Linked DNA regions of Hordeum vulgare: region 1 is linked to region 2. Evidence: chromatin contacts called from public Hi-C data. All regions are on one chromosome and are shown on one strand. The core of a region is the stretch at or near the end of the contact, and the rest is flanking DNA. Distances in the headings are between cores, read along the strand shown. Region 1 holds the start of LOC123425475 (aspartic proteinase 36-like). Region 2 holds the start of LOC123425469 (zinc finger protein 7-like).

Region 1 (6,987 bases), core at 3,579-6,078, 680 kb before region 2:
TGTCCACCGGCGATCAAAACTTTGAATCCTAGTCTCTCCCTTGGATGTTGCAGCCTATAGATAGCTCCCAATGCCCAACGCTCACCACGCATGCCTGCCACCTGCCTGAGCCCGCCACCGTCATCTTCCTCTATCTCCTCCACACCAGCACACATAAGGACGAAAACATAAACCTCTTCTCCCTCTCCTCTTCTTTTGAAGCAGTGAAGCAGGGGGGACCCGGAGGTGAATGCCTGGTCATTAGGAGGGGCCTGGGCCACAAGCAAGCAAAGGGAGTAGGGACAATGGCGAAGATGCCTTTGATGTGGCCGTCGCGCCGGCACATCTATAGAGGGGGAGGACGGGAGGAGCTCGGTGCAGGCAGAGCAAGGAGGGCACTTCGAGGGTGGATGTCGTCAGGACGAGGAGGATCCTCTACATAGGGATAGGTGGAAGACGACGGGAGGATAAGATGAGGTTGTCGGTGGCGCAGAGAGTAAGCCAGGGTGCTGCTAGAGAGACAAGGCCAAGGTAGATTGCTGCAAGGAGAGGAAGGGGCCACGATGGGGCACACCAGCCGCCAGGCTACTGTTGCTGCTGCAGCTACCGGAGCTCGTTGTTGGGTTCTAGAGCTATGTGAGACGATACGGGGCAACTAGGTTTGGCCTGGGAATTTTTTGCTGAGGCTGAGGTAGGTGGGTTCGTATAGACAAATAGTGGGGATTGGAGGTATAGTTCAGTAGCTGCTGCACATTTTCCAGAGACGGAAAGGGACGTGATACATGCAGTGACTTTTTTATAAGTTAAATAGAAATACAGAATTTATGGGAAGTGGACAAGAGAGAAGAATTTTGACATTGGCCTAATTATGTTGTGTCAATGTGCCTTCATTAATTGATCGTTTGGCATTAAAATTGTTGACATCATGCTCCGGCAAAAAAACTCACGCATGTTATTGTATGACATTCAGAAATCAGATATTGCCAAACTGCAATAACGTTCTTGATTAACAATGCAATATGGTGCCGTGACTATGACTTTGGAAGTAAAATTAGTATTGTGCCCAACAAGTTGAGCATAAAAACGAGGTATTTATATTTAAAGAACTTTGACTAGCAACGGCTCTTACAAAAGCACACCATCTGCCTCGCGTAATTTCCTTGAAACATTTGTTACAGTCCATGCATGCGTGTACTTTTTCATTCTAGCATGATGTTATATGTTGAACTTGATGCATCTAACAGATAAACCTTGGTATATCTGTACATTTTGGGACTCGCACACATACAATCATAGTACTATAACTTAAGCAGACCCCACTACATAGCCTGAATGTCTGCAGGTATGTATCTAGTTAAAATAATTATGTTTCAATTTTGTTTTAGCCCTTCACTCCAAAGCCCATTATATGATTTCTGTCTGACAAAGGTCAAGCGGAGATGCAACAATTATGAAGCCCATCCCATTGTTTGGGTGTGTAGAGCTGCAAATAGTTTGTTCACATGTGTCAACTAAGGTTGTATGCCTGGCCACATGTAACTCCGGTTGTGTCGCTGTTGTTATTATATGAAAACCCTTGTCTGACGTGATTAGAGCCCAAGTTTCTCTCTACCAACAAAACTAAGCCTTATTTCACACGGCTCCGTAGCGTAGCACGGGCACCAAATACAAGTCAAGAGAATAGAAGGAGAAACAGTGACCAACATATTGGTGGTAGTAGGTATAGAGAAGTAGATAGTACCAAAGACAAAAGTAGGGAGTAACACTTCCATTACCCCAAGGCACTAAACATCTAGTGTCATCATGATGGTTAACCTCCTTTGTGCAAAGCCTTAAAAGTAAAAAAGATAGCAGGTCCTCAACTACTATTATTGGCATTTAAACATAGAAAGATCGCTTTTTTAAATGGTATAAATTGCAAAAACAAGATAGCAAGAAGGTAGATTCCATATAATGGAAACATAACTATAGAAGAACATAGATCCCATGAAACGGTAAAATTTATTAAGTAGCTGGAGGGCAAACCATCTCATAACTTACAGCGTCTTTAAAAGCTACAAAAGCTTGTTCTGGGAGGTATGCATATGTGGTCCCACTATCCAAGACAGTCCCATGTTTGCCGTCAAAGATCCTTGGGTCTACCCGCAATGCCTTTCCAGCAACATGCATTTCCTTCAACTCAATGTTGTAATATGGGCTGTTTCCATTTCGAGATAAGTTAATAAGAAGGTGCATCACTATTATAAAAAGGGGAACCTGCAACCCACCCACACAGAAAAAGGAACAAAACTGCCATGTAAGCGTGCAAAACAACTTATGTTACCTGCGGACAGCGTTTGAATGTGTGTATATCATGCCAGGAGGGGCAGGCATTGCACCAAGTACCATAGCACCACCACCAATATCCATTCCACCATAGCACATAGAGAATGAATCACCTATGACACCCTTGTCAACAAGCTGATCCATTATGCTAAGTTGACCACGGCCCAACCCCATTATGCCATCAGCATGCTGGCTGAACAAATCTCCAGTTTCAGAATTTTCACAGCCAAAAACAGCACGCTGTGGCTTAAGTTCACTTTCTGTGCCAAACGACACAATGTCCTCACCAAGTACCCCGCTGCTGGAGCTCATTTCAGCATACTGCCTCTCATAAGTGCACTGGTTCTTATCACTATCACAAGTGCAATCAACATTACATTTTACTGGTGAATATGTACTGGAGAGATCAGGTTGAAACCTTGGATCCTACATCAAGCAAAACATCGGCATGCGTTAACTGTCTGGTAATCCAGAAGAATTTAAAACCATAAATAGTGGTGATCTCCTAGACCAGTAGAATGAAATATTTTCCTATACGGCATGATGCTTATCGCAGCATGCATATCTTCATGTATTTTGAATTATAAAAATAGGCCAAAAACAAAATCATCTCCACACCAGTACTACACGAATGTCTTCAACAATGTTTGGTGATTCAGTAAGCAAAACACAATATAGAATACTAAATGTGATGGTACAACAATGATGGCAATTGCTAAATCATGGTCCATCATTATATTGCTTCAGTTGCATCAAGATGGTTACCGCAAATCAAATTTATTTATGAATTTGGTTTGTTGAAACTATACAGACCAGTAACCAGCAGTAGTCATAAAGTCTTAACTCTTTTTGCCTCCAGTGTTCATATTTTTAACATGTTACTTTGACCACAAGATATTGGCAGTATAAGACTTCAAATGCCACATCTCGGTTTGTATATGTTTCTCTTTACATCCCACTTACTCCCCTTTATGTTAGCTGACATCTATGCATCTCACTTATGTCCCTTTACACTGGCTGACAATGACATTACCAATGGAATTTTCAAACTGCGAGTTATACAAGACGAGCAATAGATGCATCTTCTTGGATTTGGCTATAGAATGTAGTAAAAACTGAAAATATATGACAAGGACGGGAAGCATTTTGTTCCGCATTCAGATAATCAGCACAGATTATAAAAACAGCAATACTAGATCTAGAACTGGGAATGGGATTGGTATAGTAACTAAACAGGTAACAAGACAAAAAAAATGGTGCTACAAACACATTGGCATGACCAAGCAAAACACCTGCCAAATGCATTGTCTGCCAATTGTTGGCAAGGGAAATGGGACCAAGAACATAGAGAAATTTAAGAGGAGTTGGCTAACACTTATTTAGGACTAATTATACCAAAGCCACAAGGTTTGGCAATCCAATGGAGCAACTTTTTGCTGAAACAATGTCCACGAAACAAAAGCCAAGTTTTGTTGGCTATTACCAAGATAAGCATGGTATTCACTCAGGAATACCGAACACGGTGTTAATTTGAGTCATCAATGATTTACAGAAAGCATATAATTTAGTATGCCTCGGTTTTACTACTCACTGCAGGCTGAGGAGGTGTCCTTAGTCCACCTACAATCTAGTACTCTACTCACAGGACATAACTAAACTTGAATTTCCTGATCTATCGACAAATTACGTGCCGAGTTATGCGAACTAAGAACGCTAAATAACGATGCATGCAAAGTAGCATTACAAACATGTATTCAGCTGTGAAACCACATAATCAATTAGCTAGCTTCAATGGTTCACACCTAGAGTTTCAGGCGTGGGTACCAAAATGTCCATCCAAATTAATCTAATCATCGCACAAAGTTTCTGAGCTGGTAGCTGAGCACAGGAGCAGAGGAATCAGGGCCCACCTGGTGGTTGCCACACTGCTCGCAGGAGGCGCAGGGCACGTAGGTGACGGTGCTCCCGGAGTCGACGATCAGCGCGAACTCCTGCGGGGGCGTCCCGATGTGCAGCCGCGTCGTGTAATACCTATAACCAATACGAAGACAATCCGCGAGCCTCAGATCCAACGGAGCATCCAGCGAATTCGGCGGGAAGGAAACGAGGGAGGAATCCGAACTGTACAGACCCGTTGGTGAGGAGATCGTCGTGGAGGCGCATGCGGGCGCTGGGGCGGCCTCCTTCGGCGAGCCCTCTCCTGGACCTGGACGACGCGACCCGGCTCGCGTTGGGGTAGGAGAGCGTGAGCGGGAGCACCAGCGGCGGCCGCGAGGGGGCGGCTCGGTCGGGGGATCCAGCCGCGGCGGCGGCGACGGCGAGGAGGAAGAGGGCCAGGGCGAGGGCTGGCAGCGAGCCGAGCGGACGACGCCAGCCGCGGCTCGCCATGGTCGGTCGCGCCGCGCGAGGAATGGGGGAGGGTCGAGGTCGTTGTGCCGAGGGGGGGCGGGCGGGCGACGAGGCCCGGGCCGAGGCCGAGGCGACGACTTGTTAGAGGAAGGGGGAGGGGCAATGTCGGAAATTCGCGGTTTACGCGAGCCGCCCGGGTCGGATAATATTCGTTAACGCCTACCAATGGAGAATGCATCGCAGGGCCCACAGGCCAGTGGAGGAAAATGGCCCGTGGTCCTGCCTGACGGCTGGGGTACGTGCACCTGGGGCCCCTCGGACGGGGGCTCTGGCATGCGACTGGATAAAGATTCGTAGCTGTGTATTTTTCCAGTGAGATTGGAGTGTGGAAGGGGAACGGGAGGAGCTGACAAGTGACAAGGGGAAGAACGGGAAGAACTTGTTGTACTCCCTCCATTTACTTATAAGTCACTATGAATTTATTTATTTTATTTATATAAGGCCACCAACAATAATCAAGACAAACATTAATGACTTTTCTCGTACTAACAACTTATTTAATTCTACATGCATGTAGTTATAATAATAATTAGTTACTTTCTCCACTCAGTTTGCTTGCATGCATGCACTATATTAATGATTAATGATCATAATAAATAAAAACAAAAGCTATCTTTAAAATTTTGTACTTACCTAGGTACGTCTAATATAAGTTTGTGGCCTTGTATATAAAAATGGAGGAAATAACATTGATTTGGGATGCCTTGACATAACTGTAAATATTTTGGGCTCAAACCTTAGTTTCAGGTTGGATTTGCTATTGGACTATATTGGGTTGATTTAAATAGTCCGAGAATCTAAAGCAAACTAGTTTGGCTTGGGTTTGATCAACAATTGGATTGGATTGGTTTAATCTGGACACAAACCATTCGGTCTCAAATGATTTCAGTCCATGAACAAAATCCAGTCTCTCAACCAAATTTATAGGAAGACCAGCTACCATATGCACGTACGTACCTCGATCCATTCCATCCATCAAGCCGCTGAGCATGAGCGGCCTGTCCGGGATCCCGGCGGTGTACATCTAGTTGGTGAAGGAGCATTAGGGCCCGAGCAACATATTCGACGGCAAGCTGGCCTCACGTCTCTTTGCAGTTTCCAATCGTTGACGTGGGCGGTTTCGACACCTTCAACCAGGCCTTGCGCATGCGTGGTCGCCGTACGCGAGACCGCGGCTGACTGGGGCATCATGCACGCGGCAGGCAGTAGGCGTGGAGTCGCACACGGACGTCAACACACCAACTTCTCGTATCCACAGTTTGGAATTGTGGGTTGAATCCAAAAGGGGGAAATAGTTTGGATGGGTTTGGACGAAAATTCCAAATAATGGCATGGATCCTAGTTGTAAACTTTTTGGGTTGGATTGATTTGGAATAAAGACCTAGACTTGTTTAGTTTGGGTTGGATTCAATATGGGTTTGAAACTATTCACAAGTCTATGCCTTGGGCATCTTTAAGCTTGAACTTTCGTATCTCGTTCAATCCTCTCATATCTTGATTTCATCTAAGTCGCAAAAACTTCATCTGCACAAATTTTCAAAAAAAAAAACTCATGAGATCGGTTAGTACATATAAGAATAAATCAACGCTTCATGTACTGCCAACACAAGTTGCATAATAATTTTCAAATATTAGATATTGTATACTATAATCTTCACAATTTATATCTATCAATATAAGTCATGAAAACTCTACGGTAAGTATATACCAAAACTATGGCAGCAATCTGTCCAAACAGAGCAGTGGGTAGCAATTTGTTTAAAAAGTGTACTTCTATATCTTCAAAATTTATGAATTTTTGGGACATGATAAAGAACTTATATGACATTACTCTGTAAAAATTTCTGAAACTTTTCATGTTCCAGTAAAATCAAGAAAATTCTGCATTAAACATAGAAGTTTCTGTTTTTAAACAGAATCAAGCAAACAAGTATCCACACTATCTCAAAGATTTTACTTGAAACCTTACTGAAACTAGATGATGCCCCGCGCGTTGCTGTGGAAGCATTGCTAAAATACGGATAAATAATTGTTATAAAAATAAAAAACTAATGAAAAGCGAATGTAAGCTTAAAAACAATAAAATACAAAGCGTATAAAAAGAAAGTGAAAAATATAGTTAAAATGTAACTTTTAACAAAATATGGAGGATGAACTCTAATGCAAAAAACTACTTATGACTAATATGCACGGATGGATGATGTGGCACCATTGCATGCGTAGAGTAATAAAAGATGTTATTTATATCTTGCGTGCATACTTGCTTATATGTCA
Region 2 (7,503 bases), core at 3,461-5,960:
AGCTTTGTAGCTTGCAATGTAGTTTAGTTTTACAAGAATTTATGCAAAAGATGCATGGATGTCGTAATAGTAGAAAATCTTACCAAGCAATCTCCATGCATGTTACCGTAGTTCACCACGTGCACTAGTGGCACATATTGACCACAATGTTGGGAAGTTTGCTGATTGGTATTGTACTTCTCAAGATCAATGATAAAATGGACAATATTATGTATCTCCTGACAAGTTAATTCGGCTTCATCATTGTAGTAATAGGTTCTGTCTACCATTTTTCGTACATTTTTTGAAGAATGAAAATAAGCTGTCAATGGAAATAAGTTGTCAACTATTTTTAAATAAACAATATAAATTACTTAATAAATTTGGTTGAGAAACTCACATAATGGTTAAGAGGGAAGCGTTAAGAAATGTGATTGATGTAGTCGAACGTCTTCGCGAGCCGATCACGATCCGTCCCACGAACTCCGTCCCGATCTTGTACCGAACGGTCGACACCTCCGCGTTCAACACACGTACAACTTGGTGAAGATCTCCGCCTTCTTCATCCAGCAAGAGGGGTGAAGAGGTAGCTGAATTCTCCGGCGGCACGATGGTGTGACGGTGATGGTGGTGGAATTTACTCCGGCAGGGCTTTGCCGTGCCGGACGTATCTAGCTATGGGGTGTAGAAGTTGTGGAGGGGAGGAGGGTTGCACTTTGGCTTCAGTGCCAAAAGCCTACCTCCCCTCCACTATATATAGGAGGGAGAGAGGGGGCGGCGTCCTAGGGAAACCCTAGGGTTTCGGCCGGCTCAAGAGAGAGGAGGGAGGAGTCCTCCTCCAACTCCACTTGGAAGGAGGAGTCCTCCTTCCCCAAATCGGATTGGCCACCTTCCCTTCCTTTTTCTCCACTTCGGACGACCTAAGCCTTCTTGGGCTGTCCAGCAGCCCACTAGGGGCTGGTGCGCCACCCTTGGGCCCCTTTTGGTCTTCTCCCGGGCGAGTGTCCCCTCCCGGTAGAACTCCGGAACCCATTCGTCATTCCCGATACTTTATCAGTAATGCCCGAAAACTTTGCGAAAGCCAAATGGATACTTCATATATATCAATCTTCATCTCCGGACCATTCCGGAAACCTTCGTGACGTCCGGGATCTCATCCGAGACTCCGAACAAGCTTCAGTCACCAACATCAATAATTCAACGATTATCTTGAAACAGAAAATATAATAATAACTATTTTATTATTGCCTCTAGGGCATATTTCCAAAAGGCGAGATGTTTGAAATTCATTCTCATTTCTTGCATAGGACCTAAATATGCAGCCATGGATAGGTATATGGTTTTCCAACCCATTTTCGTGCGTTGGACCTTGTGATTGTAGTTCAAATTTGAATTATGCACATTAAGTGACTAGAAAACTCAATTAATGTATAAAAAGGCCATACAAACATTCAATAATTTCATATTTTAGCATGACAATCATGTTGCTCTATGTTGACTCTAGAAAAAATTGAAGGCGAGAACGGGCATTGAATGTTGTTTCGCCCAGAAAAGGTAAAGGTTCCCTATCGGAACCACGTAGCTTCTTGTGAGGATCTCTAGTTTTTTAAGAGGCTTGTGCCAAAACATGTCCCAAAATGGATAATTTTTTACCACAATACATATGCCATGTCATGACACCATGCCAAGTTTCATGAATTTCTAACGAGAGTTTGATCTACTAGATTTTGAAAACATAGATTTTAAATGTCTATGGCCGAGCTAAAACGCCGAGAGTTTTCAAATCCATTCCCATTTGAAAACATGCATCCAATGACACGTATATCATTTTTTAACCCATTTTCGTGAGTTGGACATTGTGGTTGTAGTTTGAATTTGAATTGTGCGCATTAAATGCCTGCAAAACTCAATAAAAAGGCCAAAGGAACCATGAATAATTCCATATTTTAGCACGACCTCATGTTGCTCTATGTTGCCTCTAGAAAACATTTCAAGGCGAGAAGAGTTAGTGGATGTCGTTTCGCCCACAAAATTGAACGTTCTCTATTGGAACCACATAGCTTATTGTGAGAATCTCTACTTTGTGAGAGGCTTGTGCCAAAACTTGTTCCAGATTGGACAAATTTTTTACCACATCACATAAGTGTGATGTCATGACACCATGCCAAGTTTTGCGAATTTCTGACGATATTTGGATTTACTAGAATTTGAAAAATTGATTCTCAAAGTTTATGGCCAAGCCAAAATGCATCCTCGAGGAAGATGTAGATTTGTCTACGATTGTTGAAACAGAAAACATGCAATACGAAAGTTATGTGAAACCACGAGATGAACCTACTGGTCAAAGAAAATTTCCAACGGTCAATCATGCTCGACAAATTTAACAAAATTCATACAAAATAACTGAAATAATAATAAAAAAAGAACATTTACAATGAACAAAACTACTGAACTGCTTATTTTTCGTACAGACCTTAACCAAATCGAAGCATTGTTATGTATATTAGAAGTGAGGAGATTATGAGTAAACCATACCAGATACAACTTCACTTACACTAGCCGCACCAGATTGCATAAGTGGAGCAACATAGGTGCGATTTCTTGCATCGCTCGAGTGTGGTGCCATATCAAGCGTTACGAGCTGGTTTGACTTAAAGGTGATTTAAGGTTCATGCTATGCCTTTTTTTAGCAACAGGTTCATGCTATGCCTAAATCTCGCACCGTACTGACCCGATTGGGTCTAATGCAGACTATCAAACAGTCCACAAGTCACCAAAGTGATGTAACGGCACAGGAAAAGGGATCCGCCGCTAGTCGCACGGATCAATGCAGATAAACGAAAACCTGACGCAACATGGGAGTTCCTATTTGCTGCGTTTTGCGGCAAATAGATGTGTCATCGCACAAGGTGTGCTCAACTGGGCTGGACCATTGCGATGCACCGCGAACCCATGTGAAAAATCACAAAAACAGGTTGGTTGATCGCGCTTCGTGGGAATCGAACCTGGGTCACCAAGTCAAGTGCGCTTGCTGCTAGCCACTATGACCGAAGAATTCTCAAAGCAGAAATACATCGCAAGAGTTAAAATAGCATTAGCGGGCGTACCACTATTTGAAACATTCCCGAACAATATTTCAAAATCTGAGTAATTTTCTGGACTTACGACCAATTTTTGGCAAACCCAAACAATTTTCTGAAATGGCGAACATATTCTGAATTTTCTGAACTTTTTTCGTAAACATGAACATATTTTGAATTTGTGACCAAAAGCTCAAAATGGGAACAATTTTTAAAATCTCAAACATATTTAAATTTTTTTAGAACATATTTCGATATAAAGAACAAATTCCCAAACAAATTAATGGATTTTTTTGAAAAGCGAGCATTTCTTATAATAAGGGAATATTTTCGTAAAATCTCCCAAAAATAGAAAACATGATTTTTTTAAATCAGAACATTTTTCAAATTCGAAAACAATTTTTGGTTACGCGAACATTTTTTCAAAAGCAAAACATTTTTCAAATTTTAAAAACAATTTTTGGAAACGCACACATTTTTGAAAAATGGAAATATTTTTTAAACTCCTAAACAAAACTTGAAAACATGAACAATTTCTGAATCTATGAACAATTTTTGAAAAATAAAACAAATTTATGAAAAATGCGAACATATTTTGAAAATGTGTTTTTTAAATTTGTGAACAAAAATTGAAAAAAGGGAACATTTTTTGTAAAATGCGACCAATTTTTTGTATTTGTGAACATTTTTTGATTGAGGCATTTTTTCGATAATCTGAACAATTTCTGAATCTATGAACAATTTTGATAAAGCAATCAAATTTATGGAAAACACGAACACATTTTGAAAATAAGAACATTTTTAAATTTGTGAACAAAAATTGGAAACGGGAGCATTGTTTGTAAAGTGCGACTAATTTTCTGTATTTGTGAAATTTTTTTGAATGGGAACAGTTTTTTGAAAATCTGAAAAAATTCCGAATCTATGAACAATTTTTGAATGGGGACAGTTTTTTGAAAATCTGAAAAAATTCCGAATCTATGAACAATTTTTTAAAAGCAAACAAATCTATGAAAAATGCAAACGTATTTTGAAAATATGAAGATTTTTTGGAATTCTTGAACATTTATTGAGACACGAATAAAATTTAGAAAATGCAAAAAAATTTAGAAAAAGAAAAATAATTTTGAGAAATAAATAAGCAGGAAAAGAAAAAAAAAGAAAATACAAAAGAGAAACAGAACAGAGAAAAGTACAGCTCAGGAAGAAACTTCTAGAATGTTCCTAAAACCAGTAGTAATACTGTGCAGACAAAAAAATCGCTAGTAATTGGCCTGGCCCACTGCATCGATCGCTCGTGCCACCCTGTGCGTGGCGTCGATATTACGATGCAGTGAGCAGCGTATAGGATTTTCCGCCCAACACTGCAGAAGGAGATGAGGTATGAGGCAGAGCGAACCGGGACGAGAGCGACGTGCGACTCGTACGACACAGACCGGCACGCGACCAGGCCGTCATCCCACCTGCCCACCCGGGGTTTTGAAGAATTCTTCTCAGCGTGGAACAAAACGAATCCTGTTGCGTCGGCGCAGCGCTCCTACTCCCAACCCCCTCCCTACCCCGCCCGCCGGATCAGGCTGCCAGAGTCACCAATCCACCAGGCGCAATCAGCATCCAACCTCAAATCCCTCCCCTCACCGTGACCCGAGAGAAAGCAGCGGTCCATTCCAATGGATCATAATCATATAGCCCCAGTTGTCTCCCAGACGAGCAGTCAAAACTCAAAAGTGCTCCTCCATGTATCACTATACAGGAATAAATAAGCACAATCATTATGCTGTGAGTGGATCATGACCATCCACTTGTTCCCGGGCAAAAAGCTTCTGTGTGTTCACCTCGGGGATCGCCCAGCGCTCATGCCCAAGAGTGGCGGATGCACTCAAGCTGAAGCCATTTCGGAGCCGCTGATGTAGGCTGAGCTTTAGGATTAGAGAACGCCAGGCGCCGTCCATGCCTGAGCCTCAAGCGACAAAAAGAGAGAACGTGCATGAGATAAGATCAATGATGACCTCAAATCAAAAAAAAAAAAAAGCAACAACTACGTTTGCACAAATAAATAATACAATAGGCCGTAGCACTTTTAACCGAGAGTGCTATATTGCCAATCAAACAAATGGACTGGAAAGGGTTCGTATTAAATTGGGTTAATCCACGCAAACTTCATTATTGACGCTGAGCAAAGTCTAGCAGCGAAAAGAAGAAGACAATTTCGCCGTTCGACCGCACCGGAGTTTTTAAGTCATGAGACTTCCTTTTCCACATACATTTCTAAACTAATCATGGTAAGGAAATATACAAACATGAACAGCGGATTCCTAGATGACAGGTGAGAGAATTAGAAAACAGCCAATCATATGAGGTTATTGAACTATACCTGATAGAAATGTACTGCAACATTGGTACCTAAAATAGGCACATACCTGATGAGGAAAGAGCAAGACAAGCAACTGAAGCTTCTCGTGAACAGATAGATAGAGTAGTATACATGAAAGACAAACCTTATTATGGAATAATAATAACAAAAGCCAACGAGCTGACCACCGCTACATGGATACTGGTACGTAAGCAAACTAGGAAATAGATAGGTATGCAAACTAGCATATCCTGATCCACTTTAAGCTCCTGGAAACTTTTGCCTTTTCCCCTGAATTATTGCCACTTGCAGACCCCTGCCCCTTTTTATAGCAAACTAGAGGACTGCCATAATAACACAAACCTTGAGCAATCCTCTATTGCACCACTACCAACAAAGAAACAATGAAGAGAGCACCTGAAGCACAAGAGCGGAAATTAGGTAATCAAGGTGATGAAGCTGGTCGCGCCGATGATAATACTCCGACGCCATGGCTAAAGCTGGGGATTGATGCATTGAGAAGTGAAGCAGCTAAGCCTCCAGAGGCCAAATCTGTGGCCACCCCTCAACGGACGTTCTCCTGCAACTACTGCCTGAGGAAGTTCTTCAGCTCGCAGGCCCTTGGCGGGCACCAGAACGCACACAAGAAGGAAAGGTGTGCAGCTAGGAGATCGCGAAGCTTTCAGCAACTGATGCTACGCTTTCCTCCAACTGCTTCCTTCATCCAACCTATGAGGGCCAGCCCCCACTCCACAATTCTGACTGCGCAAGGTGAAAGGGCCGCTGTTGTGGTTGCAAGGTTTCACGACGGCCAAGTGAGAAACAGGATGCCTTTTGCAGTAGAGGAAGCTACCTATTTGGTGTGGCCTGGGAGCTTCAAAACAAGTCTTCAGGAGCCCATGAAGCAGCAAGAGGAAAATATTGATTTGAGCCTGCATTTGTAATTTGTAATCCATGATTCCATGTATAAACATTTTCTGCGAAGTCAATATTTTGCATCATCTTTTGAGGCGAGGGAATAAGATTCCAAACTTGTACCCACAGTTGCAGGTGAGTTCTCGGACAAGTTTGAAAAATAGAAAACAATAATCTATGTGTGATACCTGGTAAAGAGAACAGGTTTAAACTTGAGTGATCTTCAATCTAGTTGCTAGGAAGTAGGAACTATACATACAATCCACCGATCAGTGTTAAGCTATAATTGACAACAACAACAACAACAACAACAACAACAACAACAACAAAGCCTTTAGTCCCAAACAAGTTGGGGTAGGCTATAATTGAGATCAGAAAAAAAAAAAACTTTAGTCTACACCATCGTGGTGATTAGTGTTGCTCTAAGGACTCCAATTCAAATTTGTGTGCCTCACTTCATCACCAAACGTTGTTTCAAAAGATAAACTACATGCAACACATTTTCTGCTTCATCAAAAGTCTTAAACATTTTTATGCATTGGAAGTTTGTTGGCAACCATGAATGCTCTGGACTTTGGAGCTTATCAAACAAGCCCAGTTGTATTGAACTATCATCATATAAAAGCTAACTGCTGACCCCTTATAGATTGCATTTGCATATCTCAGGTCGTACATGTGAATACATGTATTCTTGTCAAAGACAGGATCTTAATTGGTTCACAAGTGTGCATGAATACAAGCAAAGTAATGTGGAAGAATCAGAAGAAAATAATAATACATTGAGACATCAATGGATGCATACATGGAAAAAACAAAAGTCCATTATTTTAATGCTGAAGGCAAGTGCACAGCATAGGAATCTTCTTGTGGAAGCATAAAAACAAGCAAGGGGATAGAGAAAAGGTGAGAATGTGAGATGCCAAAAGAAATATTTAAAAATGGAAACACTGGGTGACCACAACTATTGGCTACAATGTATACTGCAAACTTCCATGAGAACACTTCCAACGATTACACTGTATATGCAGAAATTGTTGGCTCACAAAATCATTGGAGACTAATGTCTCCGAAATACATCACATATCCTTCTGGAAAGCCACCTCGGTAAGACTATTTTGATGTTATATGATTTTCAGTAGGCTCTCTCATTAATGATATACTACAAAGCTAGAAGTT

What was found. Hi-C and Micro-C count contacts between places; a contact is called where the count stands out from the background.
Region 1: a Hi-C map of seedling shows a contact between it and region 2, with 4 times the contacts expected there. The contact joins the promoter of LOC123425475 here to the promoter of LOC123425469 in region 2. A contact is called at or near these places in 2 of 6 Hi-C or Micro-C datasets (leaf and seedling).

The regions. Positions count from the first base shown.
Region 1 is chr2H:120,985,992-120,992,978 of MorexV3_pseudomolecules_assembly, reverse strand. LOC123425475 (aspartic proteinase 36-like) reads right to left here and starts at 4,828. Exons shown (of 12, transcript XM_045109178.1): 1 at 4,436-4,828; 2 at 4,215-4,335; 3 at 2,303-2,730; 4 at 2,020-2,176. The coding sequence starts at 4,692.
Region 2 is chr2H:120,303,940-120,311,442 of MorexV3_pseudomolecules_assembly, reverse strand. It overlaps LOC123425469 (zinc finger protein 7-like), which reads left to right and starts at 4,710. Exons shown (of 1, transcript XM_045109173.1): 1 at 4,710-6,401. The coding sequence starts at 5,817. The coding sequence ends at 6,356.